Linked DNA regions of Sus scrofa: region 2 is linked to region 1. The links are chromatin contacts, called in public Hi-C maps. All regions are on one chromosome and are shown on one strand. Each heading gives the region's core, a stretch centred on a gene start, on an enhancer-like site or on the middle of the called end of the contact. The rest is flanking DNA. Distances are from core to core; before and after follow the strand shown.

Evidence for each region. A called contact is a pair of places that touch in the nucleus more often than the background predicts.
Region 2: a Hi-C map of embryonic fibroblasts shows a contact between it and region 1, with 4 times the contacts expected there. The contact joins the promoter of DACT1 here to the enhancer-like site in region 1. A contact is called at or near these places in 1 of 5 promoter capture datasets (liver), 10 of 47 Hi-C or Micro-C datasets (brain, embryonic fibroblasts, epiblast stem cells and 5 more) and 1 of 2 datasets of contacts at active chromatin or transcription factors (skeletal muscle).

What each region holds. Positions count from the first base shown.
Region 1 is chr1:187,581,338-187,587,730 of Sscrofa11.1, forward strand. KIAA0586 (protein TALPID3) reads left to right here. Exons shown (of 33, transcript XM_021102647.1): 29 at 453-624. Among named protein-coding and RNA genes, the nearest start is that of KIAA0586, 80 kb to the left of the region's middle. Within about 2 kb of position 4,049, at least 4 of the 83 cell types and tissues checked have an H3K27ac peak or open chromatin away from gene starts, as enhancers often do.
Region 2 is chr1:187,715,973-187,722,750 of Sscrofa11.1, forward strand. DACT1 (dapper homolog 1) reads left to right here and starts at 3,419. Exons shown (of 4, transcript XM_021102679.1): 1 at 3,419-3,861; 2 at 6,117-6,249. The coding sequence starts at 3,517.

The sequences.
Region 1 (6,393 bases), core at 2,799-5,298:
CCTGGCCTGGGAACCTTATGCTGTGGGCGCTGCCCGGAAAAGACAAAATAAATAAAAACAAAGCTGATCACTTAGACATATTTTTTCTTTGTTTGTTTGTTTTGCTTTTTAGGGCCGCACCCACGGCATATGGAGGTTCCCAGGCCAGGGGTTGAATCGATTGAGAGCTACAGTTGCTGGCCTATACCACAGCCATAGCAATGCGTGTGCATCTGTGACCTACACCACAGCTCAGGGCAACGCCGGATCCTTAACCCACTGAGCCACAGCAGGAACTCCCCACTTAGACATCTTAAACTCACTGTCCTGTAGTATGTATGTGGCGTAATAAGCACTTTCTGAAATCCCTTTCAAGCAATCGAGTGGTCTGCATCACAATATATTTGACAAATATTTCTTGCTCTGACTCATTTTAATGTAATATTTGTGACAATGGTTTCTACTTCTTGCAGAACTTAGAAAACAGTGTTGATGAACTTAGTGGAGGACAAAGGCCCAGTCTGACAGCAGAGAACATCTTACTGGGACATTCTGCCTATACGCAGGAGCCTGTGGCTAACACAGAGTCTTCAGATCAAAAATGTGCTCCTAAGCCATTATCTCAACAGTGTGACACAGTTACAGGTATACACCAAAATACTGCTTCTTGATGTCAGAATATTCACTTTGAATCCCATCACACTTTCTTTGTACTGTTTCCACACTGAATTCTTTATTGTTTTGTGTTGTTATACTCTTACGGTAGTGTTCCTAATCTGAATTAAGAAAAGCATAACTAGGAGTTCCCATTGTGGTGCAGAGGAAATGAATCTGACTAGTAACCATGAGGATGCAGGTTTGATCTCTGCCGTGAGCTGTGGTGTAGGTTGCAGATGTGGCTCGGATCCCGAATTGCTGTGGTTATGGCGTAGGCTGGTGGCTATAGCCCCGATTTGACCCTTAGCCTGGGAACTTCCATATGACTTGGGTGTGGCCCTAAAAAGCAAAAAAAAAAAAAAAAAAAAAAAAAAAAAGTGTAACTATTTTCAGGTAGGGACTTGCCTAATTTCCTTATTAAAAGGAGTGTAATACCTTTTTCAATGATTTATATAGCAGTATTTCCCCAAATGTGATGTAATAGTGTTGGCACATGAATCACTGGGTGGTGCATGAGATAATTTTGGTAATGTGCGTTATGTCTACTTAGAAATTTTTAAGAGTGATGTATTTGTTTTAATATATGATAGAAAAATATAACTAGCACATCAAAACTATGATATAATAGATCTTATGTAGAACAAGTTTAAATAAGGCAACATTGTAGAAGTTCACCCTGTACGAATTTCTGACTCAGTGTCCATGCACTCTGGACTACTTTGAAACTTTATTAAGTAAACTTTCTCCTGTAACACTTTGGCAATAAGAGTAGAATAGAGAACATCAATTTTATCTTATGTAGTTGATTCTTAGTATATGCAGTATACATGTCCTGTAGAGTCAGCAGAAACACTAAATTAGCAAATGCTGAACCCCTTCTTCTAGGGGAAATAATAGGGTTAGGTTACTATGAGCCTCCGATGTTGTATACATTTTTTTTAAATTTATTTTTATTTTTTAAGTTTTTTTTATTATAGTTGATTTACAATGTTCTGTCAGTTTCTGCTGTACAGCAGAGTGACCCAGTCTATCTGTATGTACACACACACACATATATACATTCTTTTCCTCAACTATTATCCTCTATCATGTTCCATACTGTTAAATACATTTTTGACAGGTGATCAGTACATAGCCTTATTTTATGTATGTTTCTACTTAAATACACTTATTTAATATATATTAGTGATTCATTAATATTGAACTCACAGCCAATAGCACTGTAACTCATTCCTGCAGGAAGCTTATCTAATACATGTATTTTTTCTGTAAGGCCCATCACAGCCTTCTTGCACTTAGGGTTACTAGAAAGACGTTTGGGGGCCATTTTAAACAGTAAAACCACCAACAAAATATACAAAAATGTGAAAAATATGTCACTAAATAGACAGCAAAAAAGAACATTTGTTCACAGTATAAGAACTGATAAGAAAGCAGAGTAGCACTGTGTTCAGCCTCACTTGCTGAAGTGTGTGTAGCGTGATTCGGGTTTTCATTGCTCTGCACATGTCTACAAGTGACTGAACGTGCTGGGAGTATTTTGAGGTTAAAAATAAATTTCCTCAAGGAGGTGAATTTGCAAAAAAAGAATCTTCAAATTAAGGAAAATCAACAATATTCTCATTTATTTATTTTCCCCCTCATGCTTATGACTGCATTCTCTTAAATGAAAGAACTTCTGGAGATATGCAGATTTCCCAGAAACCAGAAAAGGGGATGCCTGAATTTTAGAAAAGCATTGGTGTAGAGTATTCAGTGCTAGTTTTTTTTCCCCCCATGGCTGCGTCTGCGGCAAATGGAAGTTCCTGGGCTGAGGACTGAATCCAAACTGTAGCTGTGACCTGAGCTGCTGCAGTAGGATTCTTTTTTTTGGGTCTTTTTGCTATTTCTTTGGGCCGCTCTTGCAGCATATGGAGGTTCCCAGGCTAGGGGTCGAATTGGAGCTGTAGCCACTGGCCTACGCCAGAGCCACAGCAACGCAGGATCTGAGCCGCGTCTGCAACCTACACCACAGCTCACGGCAGCGCCGGATCGTTAACCCACTGAGCAAGGACAGGGACCGAACCCGCAACCTCATGGTTCCTAGTCGGATTTGTTAACCACTGCGCCATGACGGGAACTCCTGCAGTAGGATTCTTAACCCACTGTGCCACATCCTCATGTCAGTTTTATATTGAGCAAACACCTTGTATCATTCAGAACTGAGAGAAATTCAAGACTGAGTTTTCTATAGCAATAAATGTAAAGTAATATTTGAATTTGTTCTCATTTTATGTGCATAAGAGTATTAAATTTTTTACATTCTTTTAAATTATGATTCAAAGTGGCATAAAATGTGACTTTTGTTTCTTTGTCAACTGTGCAGACTGCAATTACATAGAATTGACACTAGATGGCTCTTGCAGATCACTTGAGAGCTGCTTGGTACTTGGGAACAAGGAGGTACTTACTTGTTAGAAGTGAAATCCGTGAGGATACATCCTGTTCAGCTCCCCCTTATACCCTGGTAGCACCTAGCAGATTACCTATGGGTATAGTGCATTTTTAGTTGTAGGTAAATTGTAGATATTTATTTTGTTCAATTAGAAAAAACAATAAGTAATGTGGCATAAGATTGAGTATATAGATGAGTCAGTATAAGAGAATGTCTAGGAGTTTGAGCTTTTGGAGTTTCAGGAATCACTTCCAGCTCTGTATATTTGGGCAAATAATTTAATCTTTTTGAGCCCAAGTTAATTCATCTATGAAGTGGGGATGATATTTGTGTATTAGTTATCTTTTGCTCTGTAGCAAATTACCTCCCAATTTTTAAAATTATTATTATTTTAATAGGTTTACCGCAAAATTTAACAGCTGAAGATAGCAAACATTTATTGTCTCACATAGTTTTGCAAAGTCGTGAATCTAGGAGTGGCGTATCTGCATGGTTCTCAGGATCTCTTGAGGGTGTAGTCAAGCTGTTGGTGAGGCTTTGGTCATCTGAAAGCTTTAACTAGGGTTGGAGGAGCTGCTTTCCAGGCTCACTCACATGGTTGATGGCAAGATGCCTCAGTTCCTTACTACATGAACCTTCCTATACAGCTGCTCATGACACGAAAGCTGACTATTCCCAGAGTGGATGACCTGAGAGAAAGTGAGCAACCAAGATGGAAACCACAGTGTCTTTCATAACCTAATTTTAGATGTGACATGTCATTTCTTCTGCCACATTCTGTTGATAACACAGACCTATCCTGGAATAATATAATAGGGGATTACAGAAAGGTGCGACTGCCAGGACTCATGTATTAGGGGTCATTGTAGAGGTTTGTTACCACAAAAACATCTACTTCATAAGGTTATTAGGGATAACAATCCATGTAAAGTAGTTAGTAGGTGACAATGCATGTAAAATAGTTAGCACTTAGCTTGATACATGACGACTGTTACTCTTTTTAGTAATGCTTGGCGTATGTAAAAATATCTTTTCAAATGTATTTAATAGAACCAGAGACTATGCACAGTTGCCTAAAAGGACGGTGCTAGAGTGAACTAGCTTGTTCCTCTTGTTTTAAATATCCTGTTACGTTATGGTTACTGTCGAAGAATGAAATCCATGTATCATTACTTTTGCTATTGGCTAATCTCAGGCCTTTCCTGTTGATTTTTAATAACTTCGTTTACAAAGGCTCCCATCTTATTATGTTGCCTGTCTGTATCCCTGCTCACTTGCAGAAAGTGTCCTACTTGGCAACCTATAGCCCCCTACCACTGTTTCTAATTCTGAGGCTCTCAAGTTGGATTGAGTAACAAAAAGATGCTAAATAGGCTTTGAAGAATTGTCTTGAGAATCCTAAAATGTAAACTGGAATTTTGAACAAACTGTGAGGACCCTGGGACTTAACTACCAATTAGAACTCTTCATTTTCTTAGCAAACTTACATTGAATACCTCATGTGTACCTGCTGCCATATTAGTACTGTATCAGAGTCCTGAGATAAGAGATGGTAGACATCTGCCCTCAAGGGAGTTTACAGATTTGTGTAGGAGAAATAAGATAACAATTATAATATTGTGTGATTAGTGCAACAGCGCAGACTGCTGTAGGAGCACGGAGGAAAAATAGCCCACACATGACGGCTCAGAGAAGGTTTCCCACACGAGCCAATGTGAAACTGAATCTCAGAGGAATTAGCCAAATGATGAAGTGTGATATGCATGTTCCATTTTGTTCATTTACCTATTCAGAAAAGATTTTTTTGAGTGCTTATTTCTGCTCTAAGTTCATTCTAGGTAAAAGGAATATAAAACCTGGTAAGGCCCTATCCATAATGAGTTTTTTTCTCTAGTAGAGGTAGTAAATGACAAGGCAAAAACATGTGGTAAATTATTACAGTTATTGTGAGGAAGTCCATGTAGGGTGGGAGTACAGGTCAAGTGTATCTGGGGAGGGCAGTCAAGAAAGACTTCATATGTGGGGAGCTTACTTGAAATGAATTCTCAATGATGAATAGATGATGGTGGAGTTCCTGTCGTGGCTCAGTGTCTAACAAATCTGACTAGGAACCATGAGGTTGTGGGTTCAATCCCTGGCCTCACTCAGTGGGTTAAGGAGCCAGCATTGCCATGAGCTGTGGTGTAGGGTCACAGATGCAGCTCAGATCCCAAGTTGCTGTGGCTCTGGCATAGGCTGGTGGCTACAGCTCTGAATAGACCGCTAGCCTAGGACCCTCTAAATGCTGCGGGTGTGGCCCTAGAAAAGGCAAAAAGACAAAAAAAAAAAAAAAAAGAAAGACAAAAAAAGATGATGACCCTGTAGTAAGTGTAGGAGAAACCTTCCAGGCAGAATATGCAGTGAGACAAGGGGATGGCCAGACAGTGATACTTAAGCAGGGACATGTAAGTACTTTATCAGTGAATTAGATCTTGGGATGCAATGAGATTGGGAGAGTAAGCAGAAACCATGTGAATATGGATGATAATACCAAGCTGTTTTTGGATTTACTGGAAGACAGCAGAGGTCCATTTGTGTGCAAAATAGAAAAGAATTCCAATCTTATTTTGTATTTATTCCCTTGGAAAATTCAGTCTCGAGTTTCTCTAAATTCTGAATGTTTTGTGATATTCACAGATTCCCTTAAGGATTACATATAAATTGGAGTTCCTGTTGTGGCTCAGTGGTTAACGAACCCTACTAGTGTCCATGAGGATGCAGGTTTGATCCCTGGCCTTGCTCAGTGGGTTAAGGATCTGGTGTTGCCATGAGCTGTGGTGTAGGTTGCAGATGTGGATCAGATCTTGCGTTGCTGTGGCTGTGGTGTAGGCCAGCAACTGTAGTTCCTATTCAACCCCTAGCCTGGGAACCTCCATATGCCGAGGGTGCAGCCCTAAAAAAAAGAAAAAAAATTTTTGCATAAATGAGCCATATGATCATGTTTACTTTTTATTTGGCAAGCTCATGTGAGGTGCACTGTGATGGACAGATTGAAAGGATTAAGACTGGGAGCAAGGAGCCTCCAGCTTTTATATAGTTATTAAAGCAAACCTGGTGAGACATTATTCACTAGTGAGAATATATAAAAAGGGAGATTTGAGAGACATTTAAGGAGAATGGGCAAGACTTAGTTTCAATATAAGAGGTGCAAAAGAAGAGAAGGTCTAAGAAATCTCCAGGTTTCTGGCTAGAATGATTAGATGGACGGTATTTGCATTCACTGAGAGAGAGAGGGAATGTGGAGGAAAGACAGAATTAGGAGGAAATAAGAATGAGTGGGGTTT
Region 2 (6,778 bases), core at 2,169-4,668, 130 kb after region 1:
GACTTTGCGGGGGTGCTGTTGGGAGTTGTTCTGCCCAAGGGCAAAGCGTTGGACTGTGTGATCTGAAGGACCCTTCCTGGCTCTGTCCAGGAAATATCTTAAAGCATCGGCTACACAACTGTGATCTATTCAGTCAAGACTCCTTTTTCATGCTGGCAACTTTAACTTACTCTTCATATCCTCCAGGCAGCAGATCCACCCTGTCTTTCATGTCATACTTTCTGAGTGTTGATTAGCAGCTTTTTTGAGAGGACAGAGGCCTCCAGGGAAAGCAAGAGAACTAACAAAGGCTGAACAAAACTAGAAAGATGGTAACAAAGTAGCATTGGTGGAGGAAGACTCCCCAACACTTCCTTTAAAAAGAAAGGGAAAGAAGAATCAAAACAGTAGAGGGAAATGCGAGCCAGCTGTAGACAGGCGGGAGCAGCCAATGGTGGGTGATTACCTTCAACTGCCTCCCAAATACCTGCAACCAAAACAAAGAATCAAAGAAAGAAAGCAAGCTGGGCCAAAACTGGAAAGGAGAAGATTTGGCTGTTGGGTTAAGAAGAGAATAGGGGCAACCCAACCAGGCCCATTTAATCTGACGACATTAGGAGTTTTCCTGGGAGAACAATTACAGCATTGAGCTCCTTGCTTCTAACTTCACTTGACAGCCTGAGTTTGTTTTAATTGGGGTGTGAATGAACAGCATTATTTATTAATGTGTAAGGGATCCTTGGGAAAGCATAACCTTTTTTCCTAGTTGTGACCATTTTATTGGTGGAACCATTTGAAAACATTAGTTCTAATATTTAAGTTTGCTGGGGACACTTTTTTGTGGAGGTGTACAAACTGTTATGGCAAATGGTTTGCTTTGGACTAATGAGCCAGCTCAAAGTGGCATTTGGTGGTGAGGGAATTGGAGGAGGGGGGAGGTTTGGAGACACAGCGACTTGTCTGTCTACTTTGACAAGATTTATTAGTAGTGGTTAGAAACATGTTTCAGCTTTTTTTTCCCCCCTCAACTACATAAATATAGTTGTCAGTGTGTGACATAACACAGGCCACAATAATAGACTCCACCCAGCCAGAAGGCATCTAATTCAGAACTAGAAAGCAAGAGGCTTGCCTAGAAATGAATAACATGAGACAATGACAGAGGACATGGGTGAGTGGAATTTGGCAGACAGAAGTCCTACTAAAATTAGAATTTAATTCCTCTATTACCAAGTATGGTGTTTGGCCTACAGTAGGCATAAAGCATAGGTGAGCTGAATAGAATTAATTTTGTTTGCTGATGAGCACCTAAGCATAATTCCATTTTTAGATCTAATATACAGTCTGGTTAATAATGAATCTTGGTTGTAGCTATAGTCCCTTTCATGTCTGAGAGGGGCAGCCATGGGGACATCAGTGGAGGGTGGCAAGAGAACTGTTTTCTTTTTGGGGGGTTTTTGGTAAATGTCAACTTGACTCTATTTGTCACAGAGACTAAATGGGTACTATAAAGTTAGTTAGAAAGTCTGTTCATGAAAAAGCAATTTATAACTAATGTACAGTTTCTTGAATGCTTGCAAAGCCATGGTCCTGAGTACAGTAATACCAAGAGGATATTAAAACAATCTCTGCATTCAGGATCCTTGGGAAAGCATAAACTTTAATAATGTAATTGGAGGGAAGAGATACATATAAACACCTACATAGATGTGTATGTACATACCCAGATAAATAACCATACAAGTAGCATTTGGTAAGAATCAAAGAGTCATGCAATTAACTGGAGTTCAGAGGAGGGAAGTGAACTGATCTTGGAAGGAAGGAGGCTGGAGGACCACACAGAGGGGAGAAATGGAGAATCCCTTCTGCCCCTAGCTTGCTGTGTGGCAGTTCGTGGACCAGGGAACCAGCCACAGAGCCACAATAGTAACCTGAGCCAGAGCAGTGATGACTCGGAGTCCTGAATTGTTAGGCCACCAGGGAACTCCAGAAATAGAGAATTCTTGACAGGGGTAAACAGCTGGGTAAAGGTGTAAAAGTCTAAGGTAATGATATAGGATTATCATTTACCTAAGTTTCAGCAAATTGTGACTTGCTGGCTTCAACTTCTGAGGCTCCTGGCCCTATTGCTTTTTTAAAAATAGATATGGTACTTTTCCATAGATAAGCCAGCTAGTGGCATTTCCAGGTCCCCATCCTATTGAAATTCCCTGTGACGAGTGTGCCAAGTAAACATGACCATAATACCACTGCTGCTCCAGGGGAAAAGTTTGTCTCCCTGGAGGAAAAAAAAAGTTACAACTCTTATAGCCCTTACTATGTATGTGCCTGCCACGCTGTTAACGCACCCCCATGCATATTACATACTGAATTTATAATTCTTACAACAGACATGTTCTGTTAGCAGCTCCATTCTACCATTGGGGAAACGGAGGTGAAGTTACTTGCACAGCCTGTCTTGGCTGGAAAGGGCATTCAAATGCAAGCAGTCTGGTTTCAGTCAGAGCTTTTGTGCTTGCAGACTAAATAACAACAATAAAAAAACTCAAAAACCGAGGCGCGCACGCGCGCGCACACACTAGACCCCAAGCCTGTAAAAGAATTGATGCAACCGCTTGCAATACAGCGACATCCTACTGCCTAATTTTTAATGCTTTCCGTAAAAAAAGATGAAAACAACAGCAACAAAACTGAGGGCTAAACGGTTTTAGGACAACGGTGTACTGTGCCTTGTAGTTCCTGCCTTTTACAGCGTGGAGTCAAAAAACCAAACCCAAGATACGGTCTTGGAATACTTTGGCAGGACCTTGCTGGGTAAGGTGAAAGAAACCTAAGTCGGCCGGAGTGGATAGGGACAGTGGACGTGTGGGAAAGGGTTAATACTGTGCTGCAACTCGGTCGAGTTTCAGAAAGTTCTCCGGGGAGCCCAACTACCGCGTCCCTCGGCGGACCCTGCCTGCGAGGCCGACTGTAATAGGATGCTGGGGATCGAGGCGCTCGCCCGTGGCTTTGTGAGACGGAAAAGAACCAATAAGGAGCGAGGCAAAAACTGGGTGCCGTAAACCCGAAAAGGGGGCGAGGAGGCCCGCGGGAAGAGCGAGGGGGGAGGAGAGAGGGAGGAGCGGGGAGGGCCGCGCGAGGAGGAGGCCGGCGCAGAGCGCGAGCGGCGCCCCAGACACAAGAGGGGGAAGCCGAAGGGGGAGCGGGCCTCGCCGCCGAGGGGCCGGCGCGGGGAGGCGGGCGCCGGGCGGGGGTTCGCTGTGCCGCCGCTCGTGACGTAGCGCCGGGCAGGGCGTTATCAGTTGCGGGGCCGCGGCGAGGGACGCTCGGCGACAGCGGACGACGCCGCCCGGGCCCGGACGGCTGCAGCCCGCGGCCACGCGCGGGTCCCGAGCGCTCCGTGTCTCCGCCCCCATCGCCGCCGCCACCGCGCCCCACCGCCGGGAGGCATGAGCCCAGGGTCGCAGCCTTAGCGCCCGCTCCTCCTCCCGGGCGGCCCGGCTGCGGGGACGGGTGCGCGCTGCAGGGTTGGGGGCCATGAAGCCGAGTCTGGCAGGGACCGCGAGGGAGCTGGAGCCGCCGGCGCCGGCCCGGGGCGAGCAGCGCGCGGCGGAGTCCGAGGGGCGCTGGCGGGAGAAGGGAGAGGCGGACACGGAGCGGCAGCGCACCCGCGAGCGGCAGGAGGCCACGCTGGCCGGGCTGGCGGAACTGGAGTACCTGCGCCAGCGCCAGGAACTGCTGGTCCGGGGCGCCCTGCGCGGCGCCGGGGTCTCGGGGGCCGCTGCAGTCCGCTCCGGGGAGCTGCCGGGGGAGGCGGCGCAGCGCAGCCGCCTGGAGGAGAAGTTCTTGGAGGAGAACATCTTGCTGCTGCGGAAGCAATTGGTAGGTCTTGGCCGGAGGTGGGGGCGCGGCTGTCCTTGATGAGGGGCCGGGTTTCGGGCAGGTGGCCCGCGGCGGGCGCTTGGGTGCGGCGGGCTGGAGACATCCTCCGGCTTCCGGGGATCCCCTCCCGGTGCCTCCCTGACCCTGGGTTCCTGAGGGTGCCCGCGGCGTGTGGGTTGCCGACGCCCACGGGTCCCCGGCGTGTGCCCGCTTTGTGTCAGGTGAGGGCCTGGCGACCCCGCGCGGAGGGCTGGGCGGGGGTGGCCGCCCTCCCCCACCTCCCTCTTTTGCCTTCGGGATTCTTGGTGTTGCCTGTTCCTAACCTCCCCTCTCTATAGTTAGACAAATGCGTGCGCTCTTCCCGAAGGTTTGCAAACCCTCGTTTGAAATAGCATTTCTTTGAAGGGCTTCTCGGCTTCAGGTCCTTCCGCCAGGAGGGGACAAAAGCCGAGGAGGGGGCGTGTGGCATGGTTGCCTGTCCCGTGCCGAATTTTACGGTTACACGGAAGTGGCCCCGGGGACCCTGCCGCTCCTAGGGTTGTCCCCGGCCGGCCAGCTTTTGCCTGGGCTGCTGCCTCATTTCAGATAGAAGCCCTTTGTATGAGCGGCTAAGACACATGCAAATGATGGAAATTTGGCTGGAGAAAGTGTCCCCTCCCCTCATATTTTATCCGTACTCTTCGCTGAGACTTGAATTGGAGGTGAGAGAAGTGAAAATCTGCTTCCAGGGAGCATTTCTCTTTACTGGATTTGCGTCAGTGTCTCAGACATTCCCCGCAGTCTTCATTAATCGGGAAGAAAAAGAACTTTGGCGCTTCATGTATTGATGAACAGCTTTTGACCCCGCCTCAGAGTAATGGCGGCAGCTTTGTTTCGGTGACCTCAAAAATGTAGTTTTGCAAACAGAAAAAAAAAAAAAAATCCTTATCTGACCATGTGATCCTATCTGAAACTAGACACATGCTAGATAATGTCCCTCCTGCAATTACGAACAGAGTGATGCTGTGCAGTTGTCAAGTGCCTTCTTGTTTTACCTCTTTTCAGATGATTTTCTCTTTTTTTGAGCATTGACGTGATTTGACTTGTTTAGTTCCTTTTTACCCCTGAAGAAACTCATTCTAACAAATAAACATGTGTGTCCCCAAGCTTTTTAAGTCAAAGGACAGACAAGAGGAGTAGATGTGCATCTGTTTAGTCAGGATGGATGTACATGGTGGTTTGTGGAATACCTCTTGTTTTGGCATTTGTCTGTGGTTTTTGGTAGCAGACCAGAGTTGCGTATAACTCTGATTTGAGCCAATTCTTGCTGGTTATGCCTGGTCATTGACATTGTGTGCATTGTACAATAGCACCTCCTGCTCTTCTTGAATCTCACGATTTTAAGTGGCGCATTCCTGTTGTCCCCTGGAGGGGAGCAAGGCTGCATGTCAGGAGAATTCCCGGCCAGTCAGTGTTTGTGGTACTATTTTCATTTGTAGACTTGGCATTTGTGATTTGAACCAGATGCCTTTTGAGGTTTTTTTTTTTTTTTTTTTTTTTTTTTTTTTTTTTTTCCCTCTCCCAGCCATAGGAAGCACTAGGTGGCGGTGTGACACTCCAATCTGTCACCTTTGGAAACCCGAGTTGAGTTCAAATCTTGATGGAGCTTCCCTTGAGGGTTTTGGATTCTGCCAGCTCACATTATACTTGGCACTGGCTATTAGTATTAGTTTCTCACTTTCAAAGGCCCTAAGACTGATTAAACCCCACAAAGCAATTCATAGAAAACAAAACTCTGCAGGACATTTGGCCAGAAAATCTCACCTAAGTAAGATTATAGTGCATTGGAGGAAATCTGTTACACTCTACCTTCAAGTCGAAGAGTCTACTGTGAAGTACTGTTGTGTGAAAAAAATTGGCTGTACACAGAGGATTTTTAAAAACCTCAGTTTTTTTTTTATCCCTACCTATAAAAAGTTAATGTGTGTGTATATATGTGTGTGTGTGTGTGTGTGTGTGTGTGTGTATGTTAGTTGAAACTAAAAGCAAGCCTTGTTTTCATGAAGAAACTTTATATCACCAGAAAATGTGAGAAAGTGGAATTAGATATAGGACATATTTTTAAAGTTTTTTTATTTCAAGTCATCCAGGAGAATTTTGGTTTTAGAAGATTTAGTGACTGCCTCAGATGGTAATTGGAATACTTAGAGTGGGCTTTCTGGTTCTTTGTCACCAAAATGTGTTTATTTTTCCTTTCTCTGTCTCTTCCTAATCAGAATTGTTTGAGGAGAAGAGATGCTGGTTTGTTGAACCAGTTGCAAGAACTCGACAAGCAGATAAGTGACCTGAGACTGGATGTGGAAAAGACCTCTGAAGAGCACCTGGAGACAGACAGCCGACCTAGCTCAGGTGAGTGTGGGAGCACAAGGGAGAATTCTGCAGTCCTGAGTGCTACCTTGGCCCCCCCCATGCTTAGCATCCCCAGGTCTGCAAAGGACAATGACATTTGTTTCCAGTGCAGAGAGAATTAACAAGACAAAACAAAAAACAGTCTGCCATTCAGTGGCATGAGGGGAAAACAAAATCAGACAGCCAAATTTTTAATAATGAGATTGATCTGACTCAATGCCCTGAGTTTAAAAATAAAAGCTTCTATTCAAATTTCTGGAAGAGCGTTCTTCCTTTGAAACTTGAGAAAGTCAGAACTAGGCTAGAAAATTAGTCACACTTCAACTTCCTGAGACCACTTCAAAAGTTTTTTTTGTTTTTTGTTTTCCTTTTAAACCATTTGGCTCCTTAAATAAATTTGTTTTTCTCTTCAAGTTACTCTTTCTGAAATGTTCATGAAAAAGTTGAAGCCTTGACAGATCTAAGTCTCTTTCCTTGCACATCTTTAAAGGTGGGGTCAAGGAGGAAGGTCAGTTTGAGAGTGAGAGTA